3 separate regions of the Mus musculus genome follow, and regions 2 and 3 are each linked to region 1. The links are chromatin contacts, called in public promoter capture Hi-C maps. All regions are on one chromosome and are shown on one strand. The core of a region is the stretch at or near the end of the contact, and the rest is flanking DNA. Distances in the headings are between cores, read along the strand shown. Region 1 holds the start of Ino80 (INO80 complex subunit). Region 2 holds the start of Adal (adenosine deaminase-like). Region 3 holds the start of Snap23 (synaptosomal-associated protein 23).

Region 1 (5,164 bases), core at 887-3,386:
AGACAAGAGAATTATGAATTCAAAACTACCCTGGCTCATAAAAAACCAGAATGGTGAGCTGAGACATTTCAGCATTAACGAGCGCTTACTGCTCTCTCATAAGACCAAGGTTAGGTCCCTAGCACCCACATAGTGGCTCACAACCACCTGTAACTCCAGTTCCAAGGGACCTGATGCTTTCTTCTAACTGGCCCCCATGGGCTCCAGCATACATATAAGTACATCATATACTCAGGCTCACATACATAAAACAAAATGTTTTTTAAAAAAGTAACAGCAATAAAAGAAAAGCAACAAAGTTTACATGCTATATCATACATAAATCTCAAACATGTTACATGAAAGCAGCTGGTAAAATGTGGGTACATATTTGAGCATGCCTTTAGGTAAGTCAGAAATGTCAAGCATAGCACATCTGCTGGGCAGGGTTGCACACCTTTAACCCCAGCACTCAGGAAGCTTAGGCAGACTGATCTCTGTAAGCTGCAGGGCAACCCACTCCACATAGTCAATTGCAGGACATCCAGACCTACATTATGAGACCCTGTCTCATTTAAAAAAAAAAATCTAAGACAGAAAATAGATTGTTACCAAATGTTGTGGGAAGAGGAAAAAGTGACGTTTAAGAAACTTCTAGACCTTCTTTTAAAGTCAATGTTAAATGGTGGTGATAGGTGTACAGTCTGCAAATACTGAAATTTTCTGAACTGTGCCTGATTCACTTGAGCTGCAATCATATCTGATAAAGATGTTACTCCTTCGGGGGAAAAAAAAAAAAGCCAGAGATGGAAGTGCAGTTATAATCTTAGCACCATGGACGCTAAGGCAGGAGGATATCAAGTTCCCGGCCATCCAGGCCAAAAACAAAAAACAAACAGGAAAAAGAAAAAAAAAAAAAAAAAAAAAGACACGACCGGAAGAAAGGAAGCATCAATAACCCACAGTGAAAATTAGGGATGTAAATCATGGATCACTAACTGGGAAAACTAAGCTGATCATCAGCGATGTTTTAAGGAGTTCAACCTCCAAATTCCTTCCCGAGTCCTAAGAAGTACAAGAATGTAAATCAAAGAGTCCTGAGCACAGTTGGTTCTGAACTAAAATAGTTAAACGCCTTCTTCGGCAATATCCAACTTCTAAACTGTAGGGGGCTTCCATCCTCCGTGATTACGGAAGTAGTACTTTTCATCAGCAAGCTCAAGAAGGAATTGTCAAAGTAAGATGACACTTGCTGAGACGCACTGCAAACGCCTCGAAAACCCAGAAGTGCTGTCACAGACACATTTCTAAGTCTGTGCACGTGTTAGCCTGTCCCCGTCTAACACCAACTAGCAACTTGCATCATTCGCCCGTAACCGTGGCTCGCTCCCCATTAAACTGATACTCTATCCAGTCCATAGATCTCATTCGTTTGAATTGACAGGTAGAACCCTCGTCCGGTTCCTGGTCCAGCCCGACAAGCCTCCGCCCTGCCCCTCCCCACTCCCAAACCCACACACGTGTTAGAGCGACACCGCCCCACCGGGTCCCACGTGCACCTGGCCTAACACTCCCCACGTGTGGGTGCTCCACGGGCTTCCTCGGGTGGCCGAGGTCACCCATAACCCCGGAGAGCCAGAGATACACGACAGGAGAGCCGAGGCCCAGGTCTCTGAGGTCCCAACCCTATGGGGAGTGTCCACACCCATCCTCTCTAACCCCAACAAACCCCAGGGCCGGGGGCGACGGCCCCTTTAAGAAGCGGCCCAGTCGTCGCCCGCAGAGAGGGGCGCACAGGGGCCTACACGACACCCCCTCCGTCCACCCGCCCACGTCTTCTCAACCTCACCTCGGGCCGAGGGGCCCCGCCGCCGCGGCGGCGGCGGAGGGGGGGCGGGGGGCGGGCGGGGTCCGGAGGGGGGGGTCGCCCCGCCGACTGTGGAGCCGCGCTTCGCTCTCGGAGGCCGAGGGACGGTGACTGCGTTGGACGGGAACGCTCCTAGCTCGCTCCCTCGGCGGCTCCTGGGACCCCAAGATGGCGGCGGCGCTGAGGCGGCTGCGGGCGCTGGGCCGGCGGCGGCGGCGGCCACTTTCACTCACTGAGAGGAGCGGAGCAGGGACACGGGGAGCCATGGCGGGGGGGAGGAGAGGCGCCATAGCCAGGCCAGAACAATCGAGCAGGTACTCGGCCGGCTTAGCCCTGCCCCGCCCACGCCCACTGCTAGTCGCTAGCCCGTGTCCGCCGACCGTGCCGCTACGGGCGGCCTCGTGCAGCTTGTACCCCGCTGCCGCCGCCCGACGCCCCGCGCGGACCGGGGTTCTGGGGGAGACCCTCATCTATACTATCTGAGTGCAGATTGGTCGGGGCTGGGACTGGCGAAGATTGCCGAAAGGCGACGGGGAGGAGGAGGAGGATGTCATCGCTAGAGTGAGCAAGCAGATCTCGCGGGAGGAGATGTCGCGAGAGCTCAGCGGCCCTGCAACTGCCACAGAAAGGTTACTTTTCCGGAAGTAACGTCAATGGAAACCGCCCAAAAACCAGGGACTCATTTTGGTCCTGCAGGTGGGAGGGACTGCTTGGCGTTGTCGCTGGAAGTTTTCTCCAGGTAGTGCTGGCCTACCCCGAGGCCAGCTCGGGCGGGGATGGATCCTTGTAAGAGCCAACTTGGAGACGTCTCCTGGTCGTCTTCCTGACGACACTGTCCCCCTTCGGCCCGAGACCGTTGGCACGAAGGCGCTTTCACCTTCCATGCACTTTCCATTTCCCCAGTGGGGTGAGTCGCCCTGCCCACACTCGAGCAACCGCAGAGCTGGGGCGGGCGGGGCGGGGCGGGGCGGTTGTTTCATGGTTATTTTGTCTGGGTTTGGTTAATAGCCCAGGCTAGCTAGCGTCAAGCTCGGGGGATGTCTCCTGCCTCAGCCTCCCGAGGACTGAGGTTACAGTGTGCGCCATCATGCAGTCTTCTGCACTTAATCCACTCGTTTCCAAGACGTATATAGAATTGTTGGACTTCACCCTTTCGTTTTCTGCAAGAATCGCTTGTTTAATATTATCTGTTTTGCCTGTACTGTGCCTTGTGCAACTCCAGTTGGGTCCAAGTTGCATCCTTTGGAACTGAACTGCTTAAAATTAAAGTCTAGAAAATGATTATTTAAAAAATGTCTTGTTTTTTTTTGTTTGTTTGTTTTTCGAGACAGGGTTTTTCTGTGTAGCCCTGGCTGTCCTGGAACCGCACTTTGTAGACCAGGCTGGCCTCGAACTCAGAAATCCGCTTGCTGGGACTAAAGGCGTGCGCTGCCACGCCCGGCTCTTTTTTTTTTTTTTTTTTTTTTTTTAATGTTTCTTGGCCTCGATATGCTTTAAGTTCAGGAGAAAAAGTGTCCGTAAACAAGACCTTAAATGTTCACAAAGTTTAACAGTAACACTTTATAAGAGGGTCTGGCTAGACAGCTCAGCAGACACAGTCACTTGTCACCAATTCTGATAACCAGACCAGAACCCACATGGTACAAGTAGAGAGCTGACTCCTGCTTACTGTCCTCAGACCACCACATACATGCTGTGGCGTGTGCGTGTGATATATATACACACAGGCGATCTTTTTAAATTACAAAAATAATTCTGCAAGAATCAAAGCAAGTAGAAAGAAGCCCATCTTTTTTTAAAGAGAGAAGACAAGTGGAAAGAAGAACTCCAGAAAGCCTTGTGTTATTTTGCCAAAATAGCCTGCTCAGTACTGATGCAGAGATCCTGTTTCGAGAGGCATAAAGCCTGATGTTGCCCTACTTCAAAATTGGAAGGAATCGCAAATGCTCAAAAATGGTTCCCTCACCACGAGCTTGGCTTCAGGGAGGACAATTCGGAAAAATTGTCCGGATACGCTCCCCCACATATCAGCTGCCCAGTTGGGCAAGGTGCCACCAGTACCCACGAAGGAAAAAACCAAAATGGAATTACATGGATGTGTTCTCTCTGTTCCACTTCTGATCAGTTTCATTGTAACAGTACTAGCCCTGTCAAGATAATCGATCCCAGATGAGAACTGTGTTTGCCTCCATTTCACTTACCCAGCACCTCATTTGGGCTGATATTCTAGCACTCCTGAACACTATCCTTAGAGCTGAAACCCAAAGGCCCCATCTAGTGTGACCAGTAAATCCTAATAGACTAGACACAAATGGATCTGTCCCTACAGTAAATCTTACGTGACTGGCTCTGAATTGACCCTTGAGAAGTACTTCATAAGACTTTGAAGGGGTGGGGAGCTGCTAAATTGCAGACTCAAAAGCATTGAAAGCTAATCAAAAATCTCTAGTTGATCCAAATATTTTGGCAGATTATCAGATCTGCTAGTGCTGTCTAGATAGCAATCCTGAGAATCTTCACCACACACAAGTGATAAACAAGTTTTATCAATGTGTTCCTGATTATAAACAGAAAACTACAAATGGTGGGTGATATTTTACGAATATTTTATAGGATAGAAAGATTGCTCATCAATAAAAGAGCACTTGCTAGTCTTGGAGAGGACCTGGGTTTGTTTTACAGCACCCACATGGTGGCCCACAATCATCTGTATTCATTCCAGTTCCAGGGAATTTTCTGGCCTCCCAGAGACTAGACACACATGTTGATATATATGCATGCATGCAAACAGTGATAAAAATTTTTTGTTTTCATGATGCTTAGTAGAAATGACTTTTAACAAAACAAGTTTACTATGAGAAAAACCAAGCACAGGATTCAAAAGAGCAGTGGTAAATAAAAGTAACGGGCCAGCTTACAGGAGCATTCATAGAAGCCTAGAGTGGAAGCAAAGGATTGGAAGAACCCAAAGGTGATCAGCCCCCTTTAAGAAGAAATCAGTGCAGTACTGTAAGGGGGAAAGGTTGATGAATTAGATTGCCAAAGGTGGGAGAGACTGCTCAGTGGGTAAGAGCTCTTGCTTTACAAACAGGAGGCCATAAATTCAAATCCCTAACACTCACATGAAAGAAAGAAAGCCCCGGACAGCTGTACATGTTTGTATGCTAGCACTGGGGGGCAGACAGGCACATCCCAGGAGCTCACTGGTCAGCCAGCCTAGTCAAGAGCTTCCCATTCATTCAATAAGAGGCCCTGTCTCATTCTGATAAAGTACAGGCTGATAGAGGTAGATTTCTGTTGTCTGTTCTGCACTCCACA
Region 2 (5,164 bases), core at 1,921-4,420, 1.7 Mb after region 1:
TCAACAGTTCCTCAGAAGCCCCAAGACCTCCAGCGATAAGTGCTCCCCCTTGCCAACTGCAGGCGCTATGGGAATGCCGACCTTCGGGTGATGCGCCTTGTACTGGGATTCTGACCCAAGCCATTGTCTCTACATGTAGAAAACGACAGTCACTTAGTACAGGTTCAGCCACACTTCGGCCACCATACACAAATAAGTATCTTTGATTCTGATAGTATACTTCCGTTGTTGAATGCCGCCAACATGACAACACTGAACCTTCTTCCAAGGCAGCCTTCGTTACTGTTACATTTTGGCCCTCAGAGCAATTATCCTTACTTTTGTATAAATCAAGTTGGAGAGCCCCAGAGGCTGGACTTACTGGGGAGAGTCTTCCTCCAAGAACCAGAACCCGAGTATCAGAAAGCCTTGTCATGGTGTGATAAAGGCGTCCATCCCACTGGCCTTCAGTCCCCAAGGTACTTATTTGGCAGCCTTCCCATTCCGAGTCACAGGATCTGGAGAGCACGTGAAACCTGCTCACTCGGCAGTGTCGTCCCTCTTGTTCTCCAAAGCCTCCTGCACTGAAAATAACGCCAGGGCTCAAGAGGGCAGAGGCGTGGCCATATCGCTTCAGGCTTGAGTGCTGGTGGTCACTAGTGACTACTCTGGCAGAAAGAAACCCTGAAGGCGAGGCAGGATCTATCTGAAAAGAAGCCTCTGAGGGCTCAAACACTGGAGTTTCTGACAGAATGTCTCCCCTAGATGCTGCCAGGATGAAATAATGTGAACACTTCAGATGCCACTCCTCATATTCATCAAAGGGTTCAAGCGTCTCAACCCGCTGGCGCTCTTCTGCCGAGAGAAGGCGGCGATAGAACTCGTTCAGGTCCAGGGCGCTGCAGGCAGTCCAGCCAGCTTGAAGGAAGCGCTGGCGCTGGGCCTTCACGACGGGAAACAGCTCCAGGCCATGCAAGGGTGAATGCAACCGCTGAAAGTGCTGCAGCATGATCTGCCCAAAGGCATCCCCCGGCTGCATCTGCTCATAGATCACGAAAAGGGCGTCGGGGAAACGCTGGGCGGCCCAGGCAATGAGGGCTGTGGCACTGGAGGGCTCCAAGTAGGTCAGCACCGCCTCGGCCAGGAGCAGCGTGGGAGAGGTGGCGTCCAGGCCGGCGCCATCCAGGGCCTCTCCTAATCGCTGGAGCTCCCGCAGGTCCGCGCCCAGGATGCGGTAGTCCGCGCTCTCGAAGCACAGAGATGACGCCGAGTCCCCGATCTTGAAAGGACCGGTCTGCGCACGCAGCTCCGGGGTCTCCTCGATCCTCTCCGCCTTGAGCCGAGACACGTCCGGGAAGTCCACCTCCCAGACGGCAGCTCGGGCCAGGAGGCCCGCCGCTTTCAGACGAAAATAAAGCGAGTCGGAGCCTGAGCCCAAGGACAGGATCTGGGCTCTGGTCCGGGACGGGAGCGCGCTAGTGAGTTCGAGGAAGGCGCGCACGCAGTGACGCACGGCGCGCGCGCGCACGTAATAGCCGCGGTGGATAAGCGGCGTGCGCCGCACGGGTCCCGGGACCAGCAGCGCCGCAAAGGGGTCGCGCACGTATCCGTGTGCGGCAAGCGATCGTTTGCTGAGGGAGCTGCTGTCGTTGGTGCTCTGGACCGTTCCCGCCCGGCGCTGGCGGCCTCGCGGGCCCATGACGAGAAGGTGCTCAGCAATACTGCACACAGAACACTTACCGAGCTCCCGCTCATCCGCTTCTGGGTGCGTCACTTCCGAGAAGACCGCTCTCTGCCAAAACCCGCGAGAGGTTTTTTGACCTTCCCCCCCCCCACCCCCCCTTTCCAAATTACGTTTTCCTGGGAACACGCCAGCTGCTTCGGTAACAGCTAGCGCTTGGAGAGCTCAAGTTACCTCTTTGTACAGGCATTTTCTGCAGGGAAAAAAAAAACTTGTGTAGATCCTCTTATTTGAGAACATTTTTAGGTGAATCGGAGGCTGACGACCTGATACCGGTTTGGTCCGGCAAAAGAGGACCAGCACCTCGGATCTTAAGCAATCCAGAGTAGATTGGTCCTTGCACAAAAGTAACAGTTGCTCCTTTATTGAGTGTTCTCGTTGCGAGGGAGAACTCATTTAGATCTTAAATTAGGCCATATGGAAAGTGAAGAAAGAGACCTTTACGGATAATTACTGATTATTATTAACCCACTGCCCCTGTACGTGCTGTTTATTCTCATGTAGTCTAAATTCTGTGCTAGGTCTACAGTGAGTAAGTATTCAGCATGTAAAAATGACACTCCCCTCCACTTCCAAGATTCTGTGATTCGTATGTGGTATTGAGTATGTCTGCTGAAAATCGCTATAGAAGAGATGTGATTATTCCCTGTGGCGTTGTTGTTTAAAGGAAGCAACCCAGGTTGGACTTTTAAAGTTTCTACATTTGATGCTTAGGAGATACCAGTAAGAAAGCACTCCCAGAGATGCGTAGAAACTTCATCATTTACTAATTTAGTGTCTGCTTGGATTAGGAAAGGAAATAGAAAGACTTGAAGAATGGTTAACTCAGAGCAGTAGTATGTAACGGCTGAGAGTATGAGTTCTGGAGTCCAACTGGATCAAGAAAAATTTTCTATGAAGATTTGGTTATTGGAAAATGTTTTAGGGTTAGGAACTCGTTAGTGGTCTTAGAAGAGCAGATTGTGTGGCAGAATGATTCAGTGCGTGCAAGATATGTTAATAAAGGCATCTAGTCGACCAGAAGGATCAGAGACAGGAGGCAGCAAATACTACCCTCCATCCAGAGACAGGATTTTCGCCTGACAGACCCAACCCATTTAAGGAAAGTGTTTGTGCGACGTAAATATGAAATAACATGTTTTCTTGTAAAAGCAAATTCGTGCTACATGTGTAAGCTAACCTGACCTACGCAGTAGATTAAAGGAGCCCAGAGTTAAAGGGACAGACGAACGCTGGATTTTTAGTTTTCGGGTGTTTTTTTTTTTCTTGTTCTTTTTTTTTTTTACTAGTCATTTCCCCATTGCAGACACACCTAAGTTAGCTTTGCTTAACTTAAGTTAGTGGGAGCAGGGGGTTGAGGGGGCTTGGGAGGTGTAAAAAGAAGATATCAGCAGTGACTGTGTTTCTGTTTGCATGTTAGATCTGAAAATAGTTACATTTGTTATTGTAGGTGAAAGTGATCCCAGAGCCACACATAGTGCAAGTCTTGTTTAAAATGGCAATCTGAAGGAAGTCCAGCACCTCAGAGATTCCCACTTTGATAAGTTTATCGTCCAAGCCGAGAATAAGAGCAAAGAGAAACTTTTCCTTCTACTGAAGTGATGGAGGCCGGACAGCAGTGGCCTGGGAAGACAGACTTTTATCTGCAATTACCAAAAGTGGTAAGAATTAACTACAGAGTTCTTGTTACTGTATAATGGCTTTTGTATTGTTTTCCACAAAAGAGAAGTAAAGCTTATGGGTAGAAATTGTAGAGTGGGTATAGCTGAACCAAGTAGCTGGCCTAGTATAAACTACAACTAGGAACCAGGCCACCAGGGCCTGATGTATGGGGCTCTGGATCTCGTGGACTCTTGTGAACTGATTGTCCTCTTGTGTTAGGAGCTCCATGCCCACTTGAATGGCTCCATTAGTTCCAGTACCATGAAGAAACTGATAGCCAAGAAGCCACATCTTAACGTTCATGGTCACATGACCATGATTGACAAGGGGAAGAAAAGGACTTTACAAGAGTGAGTTTGGGAGGTTGTGGGAATTTTTTGTGGCTGTATTTTGGGATTATAATATATAAGAATCAGATTTTAATACTTAGATAGGGTAGACATCTGGCATAAAATATATAACCTAACTCACAGTGCTTTTCCAACTGTCAGACTGACAGTATGTTTAATGATTTATATTGTTTGTCATATTGAGTTGTTCCTTAGATTTGAAAATAAAGACAGATTGATTTTTCTCTATTTGCTAGTCCTGGCAGGATTAAAGAATAGGAATGGCTGTTTCATACTTTTCAATATAAATAAGTAATATCTTATTTTAGCTATTAAATTGTCTTTCTAGATCAATGTAATTTTGAAAAAAGGTGTATCCTATAGTTCTTTGTAAATTTAAATATATACTTACTATTAACCTCAAATTTACTAATTAATTCCATTCTGAGGGTTTTTCTTGAGTAACAGGTTTTGATGAGGGAAGTGTGTTAAGACATTTTTTTTTTCATTTGTAGATGTTTCCAGATGTTCCAAGTTATACATCAGCTTACTACTAGTGCTGAGGACATCCTGATGGTGAGACACAGAGGCAGGTTAAAATGGCGTGACTTTCCACAGCAGTGCACAGCTCACCTTGCGCATGTCCTTTGGCTTTCATCCACGCTCTGATGGAGATGCTTGCTCTTTCCCCCCACTTCCTTCCCCCTCTTTATTTTTTCCTTTCTTTTTCTATTAATTTACAGATTTTTTTTCATGACAACTCTTTGAAAAGTCAGTGTAAGACATTGGCCTAAGAGCTAATGTAAAGTCTGTTGTTGTCTTAAAAAAAGAGGAAGCGGGTGGAAGGGAAAGGAAGGGAGTGAGAGAAGAACCAAGGTCAGCATTGTATTGAACGGGGAGGAGAAAGGCAGGAGAGCCTGACCCTGATTTCCATGTAGGACATGTCATAAGAAATAGTTGGGAGCTGGAGAGATGCTCAGTGGTTAAGAGCACTGGTTGCTCTTGCAGAGGACCTGGGTTTGATTCCCAGCAACTACATGGTATTGGGACCCCTCTGTAACTCCAGTTCTAGGCATCTGACCTGGTCCTCTTCTGACCTCTTCAGCACTGCACACACGTGGTGCACAGACATATGTGCAGGGAAAAACATTTGTGCATACAAAATAAATTTTCACAAAAGAGAAATATTTGTCCTCAGATAGGCATATTTCTTATCTGTTCCTCTCTCTCTTCTTTTTCATGGAGCCTAGACCGGTCTCATATTTTCTCTGTAGTTGAGGCTGGCTTTGCATTCCTAGTCTTCCTGTCTCCACCTTTCAAATGCTGGGATTCAGGTGTTCACCACCATGCCCAGGTCAGTAAGGAAAACTGTGACAAATCCCTGTAATCCAGCACTTAAAAAGGACCACAAAATCAAGGAGACCCTGGGTTTGGTTTGATTCTTACCACACCT
Region 3 (5,164 bases), core at 1,808-4,307, 1.1 Mb after region 1:
ATTTAAGGTCTGCTAGGCTGCTTTTTCTACTTCCCCTTTAAGGGAGATTACATACAGAAGTGCTTTGCTCTAAGTTCAGAGACATAGTTCAAGAAATGCCAATATAAGTGAGGACCAAAATAACCATAGACCAGGATTTCACAACATTGACAGGTTTTTGTTTTTGTTTTTGCTTTGCTTTGCTTTGTTTTGTTTGTTTGTTTGTTTGTTTGTTTGTTTTTCGAGACAGGGTTTCTCTGTGTAGCCCTGGCTATCCTGGATCTCACTTTGTAGACCAGGCTGGCCTTGAACTCAGAAATCCGCCTTCCTCTGCCTCCCAAGTGCTGGGATTAAAGGCACGCGCCACCATGCCAGGCAACATTTACAGTTTGAAGCAGATAACTGTTACCAGTTGCTGTCTAGTGCATTCTAAGATAATGTTCCCCCAACTCTCTAGACCCTGCCCAGTGTCCCCCTGGAGGGCAAAAAATGTCCCTAATTGAGAACTACAGTATTACATCCATAATTATCCCAATCCTTTTTTTTTCTTTCCATTTTTTATTAGGTATTTAGCTCATTTACATTTCCAATGCTATACCAAAAGTCCCCCATACCCACCCACCCCCATTCCCCTACCCGCCCACTCCCCCTTTTTGGCCCTGGCGTTCCCCTGTTCTGGGGCATATAAAGTTTGTGTGTCCAATGGGCCTCTCTTTCCAGTGATGGCCGACTAGGCCATCTTTTGATACATATGCAATTATCCCAATCCTAACTGTATTCAGCCATATATTTTCTCTCTCCCTGCCCTCAAGAAATGATTTAAGAAAGACTAACAAAACAAACTTCTGAGTTCATTGCTACAGGCCTTAATAGTGCTTATCTCTGTCTATCACATTCTACAACACCCCAACGCTTCTCAATTTCCTTAAAGTTGCAGCCACTTTTCTAATCAGCAAAGGGTCCGTTTCTGACTTCCCAGAAAAGTTAACTTCCTGTTTCTAAACATACAGGCTTACAAATAAATTTTGTCATTATCATTGAGAATACTCCTCCTTCCCCCAACTCTGTGAGGGTTAGTCTCTCTTCCATGAATGTTCCTTTCTGCTTAGTGTCTTGGGTTTTATATATATGTATATCTATGTATTTGTGTGTGTGTGTATGGCAACATGCTTCACCCAGTGCTCATATAGAGAAGTCAGAGGACCTGCAACTATATGGAATCAAAATTAGGGATCAAAATCAACGAGGCCCTTAGGCTTGAGAACTAGTGCTTTATTTGCTGAGCCTTCTTGGCAGCCTCAGCCCTCTCGGCTTTATTGTTTGAGGCAGGGTCTCTGGTTGCTAATGTTAACCTCAACATCACTATATTGTCATAGTCGGTGATGATTTTGTATTTCTAATCTGCCTCTCCACCTCCTGATGCTGAGATTATGGGTTTTAACCACTATCTAAACCTCCTATCAGTATTGATTTTTTTTATTATATTTTATTTGTATGGGTATTTAGCCTGCATGATTGTCTGTGTACCATCCTTGTATATGTGCCTGTGGAAGCCAGAGGAAGGTTTGGATCCCCTGGAACTGGAATTACAGATAGTCGTGAGCTACCTACCAGGTGGGTGTTGGAAACTGAGTTTATGTCCTGTGGAAGAACAGCTACCTTTCCAGCCCATAATTTTATTTATTTACTTTTGAGACAAAGAATTACTTTGTAAACTGGGCTGGCTTCAAACTCACAAAGATCCCCTTTGGTGCCAGGATTGTCGGTGTACACCACCAACTCTCATCTGAGGTTTGACTACTGAAGCTCTAACCCAATCACGATCTTTACTCAACCTCACCCTTGATTTTTTTTTTAATTCAACTGTTTCTCTCATCTGGGTTTTTTTTTTTCCTCCTGTCTTCATCCTAACAAAATAAAAACGAATAAGATACATTATTCTTCCTTTTCCTCTGACAAAAGCCAAAGTTTCCAAAAGCATTTTATAATGTCCCCATGTCTCTCTCTTCTCCAAACTATTGCAATGTCTGTCAACTATCACCAATCCCTTGGTATTAAATTCAAATGATATTTCTCAGACTTCTTCTATCTCTTAAGAAGAGGCTATTTCTATGAAATAGTTTTTATTCCCTATATTGCCAGCTTTTTATTTATTTATATATATTTTTATTTATATATTATTTATTTGTTTTGCTTTACTCTTAGAGATGCTTGGAAGAATTTTTGGGGCAAGTTGTTTAAAATCCTTCAGTAACTCAATGGGTATAAAACGAATCCTAGGTTTATTATTCCAAATTTTACAAGACCTTTAAAGATCTAGCTTGATCCTCAGCCCTGATGGCGGTGGTCTCGGGGCTAAAAGGGCTCTTCCATTCTCCCCCCCAACCCAGTGATAGACTGTACTCTGAAATAGGATCTCACTAAGTTATCAGTTTGGCTTTACATTCCAGAGGTCAAGTGATCCTCCAGCCTCAGTTTCTGATAGCCTGAGGATTACACAATGTGAGCTACCACGTCTTCACATTTTCTTTTGTCTCAGAAAGCGAACTCTTAAACTTCTAACAAGAAACTTCCAGAAGGCGCTGCGTTGTTGTTGTTGTTCCCACTGCCTGGAAAACTCTTTATCTCGTAGACTTCCGAAGTACTCCTACTTATCATATCCTTCGTGACTTTAAGAGTAACTTCCTGTGTCAATCCTTCAGACATTCCTCAAAATAAATGTTTTGTTCATTGTTGGCCAAAGCTGCTTCGGAATTCCTGTGACCGTATTCTGTTAACTGAAAGGTATTTACGCATCTATTTCCCTGGTTTAAACGGGCCAAAACACCCTGTAGACTTTGGCAGTCGCGAGTTTTTCCTAGTCTTTCAAACACTAAAGCGTCCCGTGCAAGGCTGCCTTCAGGGATGATAGTTGGAAGAACTCCTCCCGGGGAGAATCTGTAGGGTTAACGGGTGACTTCCCAGGATCTCCGCCTGCGTGGCAGGAGATTTAACACCCTCTCCGCGGCGATTGGCTCCAGTGGTAGAGGTGTGTCTGCCCCGCGGCGCCCTGCGACTGCGCAGGCGCACAAGTCCTCCGGGCGCATGCGCGCGAGGGAGCGCGCACCCTGTCCGATCTTCTAGAGTCCGAGAACTGTGGAGGCTGGAGAGGAGTGGCCGGAGCCGCCGGGTGAGGCTTCTGGAAAGTAGCTGAGGGAACTAGTCAGCGGGACAGGTAGGATGATATCCCAAGGAGAAAAAGGGTGGTGGTGGTGGTGGTCCAACGTTTTGGGGGTCGGACTTGAGGGGAGAAGAGAGCTCCGGCCAGTCCTTGGTGGATTGGGCCGAGAAGGAGATCGCCAGGCGTTGGCGACCAGCGCGAGCCCTCGCAGGAAGGGAGGCGCTATGGTGGTGCCCTGGACTTGGGTGGTTCGGCTCCTCGTCCCTCACCTTCAGCCTCACGATGTTTCTCGTTAGTATTAACAGACTGTCTGGCTGGTGGCCCTAATGAACACATAGTTCTGAAATGGTTGTTAGAAGAATGACCCCGAGGGTCCTGGCGTTGCAGGCTCCACTGTCTAGGAAATTCCCTGCTTATCTTGAGGCTTCCCCGTGGGAAAGCGCCAAGAATATGGTCAGTCAAAAGATGATTTTTTTTTTCCTCAATTCGGTTTGTGTGTGAGGAAAGTATTTTAAAGTACTGTTACACTTCTTTCCTTCGTCCTTAATCATTAGTCACTGCACTATTTGGAAAAGCAAACTGGCGGTAGAGGAAGCGAAAAACAACCGAGTTGAGGAAAAAGATCTTTCCTTTTTGCTGTTTGTCATTTGGGTAGGTTTGGGCTGGGGGCACGGATGGGATTGCAGAAGAGTTTAGAAACTGGCAGCTTTTGACAAGTGTTCTCAGAAAATAGTATAGTTTCTTACTTGAAGAAAATAAGTATCTTACTTGTGAAAATAGTATAGTTTCTTACTTGAAGATATTTTTTAAGGATCGAAATAACTTCATTTGCCCTGCTGCCTTTTAAGAGGGTTTTGAGATATCCTGGTAAAATGCTAGTAGTTCAGTCATAGCAAGGTAAAATAGATCCTTCTCACGTTCTTCTTTTTCTTGGAAAATACTATGCATAAATTCTGTGAGGCCCTGGGCAGTAGTGGTGCACACCTTTAGTCCCAGTACTTAGGAGACAGAGGCAGATGGATATCTGTGAGTTCGAGGTCAGTTTGGTCCAATGAGGCATTACTTGTTAAAGCATTTTTTTTTTAAAAGACATGATCTCACTATGTAGCTCAGGCTGGCCTGGAATTCAGAGATCTGCTTGCCTCAGTCTCTCAAGTGCTGAAATTAAAGGCATGCACACACACACACACACACACACACACACACACACACACACACACACACACACAAAGCTTAAGTCCTTTGAAGTTCAAATTTGTGAAAGCTGTTTCATGACAAAGTAAGAAAAGTTAGTATTTCTGTTACTGGCAAAGTTGATGCCCAAGGAATTCCCTGAGCACTTGTTATTTGTTCTTTTGGTGAGAGGTTATGCGAAAGAATACATTCAAGTAGATAATAGCAAATTGGAAACACTTTCTTACCATGCTTCTGGGACAGGCCATATTAAAGTAAGTTAAATGATTAAACTTTGCCTGTACCTTAAATAATTATCATTCTTAGCAGGACTTCTTGTTTCATTTTGCTTTTTAGGTGGCTTCTTGTTGGGGGTGGGGTCTCCTTTCTACATTGTAGCAACCATAAAACCAAGTGAGACTGGGCCAGAATTGGGAGTGGGTAGCTGGAGTCCCAGGTGAGTATCTAGTGACACCCTGTCCTCTGTCAACAGGCCCCAATCCTGAGAGTCTTTTGTGAGTAATTCCAGTTGTTCTGATTAAGATGGTAATGCTTATTTATGCTCTGAGGACAGTGCTCCATAATCACATATTTAATACTTCTGAGACGGGGTTATATAAGCCAGCCTCAGCAACCTCATGAAACCTCATCTCAAAACAACAATTAAACAATAGACCTATATTAAATATATGTCTCCCAGTTAGTTCTCTCAACCTGGTGGTTGAGAGATCTGAGCTCTCAGCTATTGCTCAAGCTCCCTCTGCTTGCTTCTGTGCTCCTTGGCCATGATGGTCGGATAAATGGTTTCTTGTGTAAGTTGCCATGTTCATGGTCCTTTGTTCCAGGAATAGT

What was found. Capture Hi-C pulls out chosen DNA fragments and counts their contacts.
Region 2: a promoter capture Hi-C map of liver shows a contact between it and region 1, with 4 times the contacts expected there. The contact joins the promoter of Adal here to the promoter of Ino80 in region 1. A contact is called at or near these places in 1 of 39 promoter capture datasets (liver), 3 of 115 datasets of contacts at active chromatin or transcription factors (astrocytes, double positive thymocytes and neural progenitor cells) and 1 of 9 other capture datasets (liver).
Region 3: a contact with region 1 is called in a promoter capture Hi-C map of liver, with 2.5 times the contacts expected there. The contact joins the promoter of Snap23 here to the promoter of Ino80 in region 1. A contact is called at or near these places in 1 of 39 promoter capture datasets (liver), 3 of 115 datasets of contacts at active chromatin or transcription factors (astrocytes, microglia and pancreatic cancer cells) and 2 of 9 other capture datasets (adipose tissue and liver).

Annotation. Positions count from the first base shown.
Region 1 is chr2:119,475,551-119,480,714 of GRCm38.p6, forward strand. It overlaps Ino80 (INO80 complex subunit), which reads right to left and starts at 2,137. Exons shown (of 36, transcript NM_026574.4): 1 at 1,829-2,137.
Region 2 is chr2:121,138,923-121,144,086 of GRCm38.p6, forward strand. Adal (adenosine deaminase-like) reads left to right here and starts at 3,171. Exons shown (of 10, transcript NM_029475.2): 1 at 3,171-3,381; 2 at 3,602-3,732; 3 at 4,227-4,287. The coding sequence starts at 3,322. Lcmt2 (leucine carboxyl methyltransferase 2) reads right to left here and starts at 1,776. Exons shown (of 1, transcript NM_177846.3): 1 at 1-1,776. The coding sequence starts at 1,678.
Region 3 is chr2:120,564,614-120,569,777 of GRCm38.p6, forward strand. Snap23 (synaptosomal-associated protein 23) reads left to right here and starts at 3,058. Exons shown (of 8, transcript NM_009222.3): 1 at 3,058-3,193.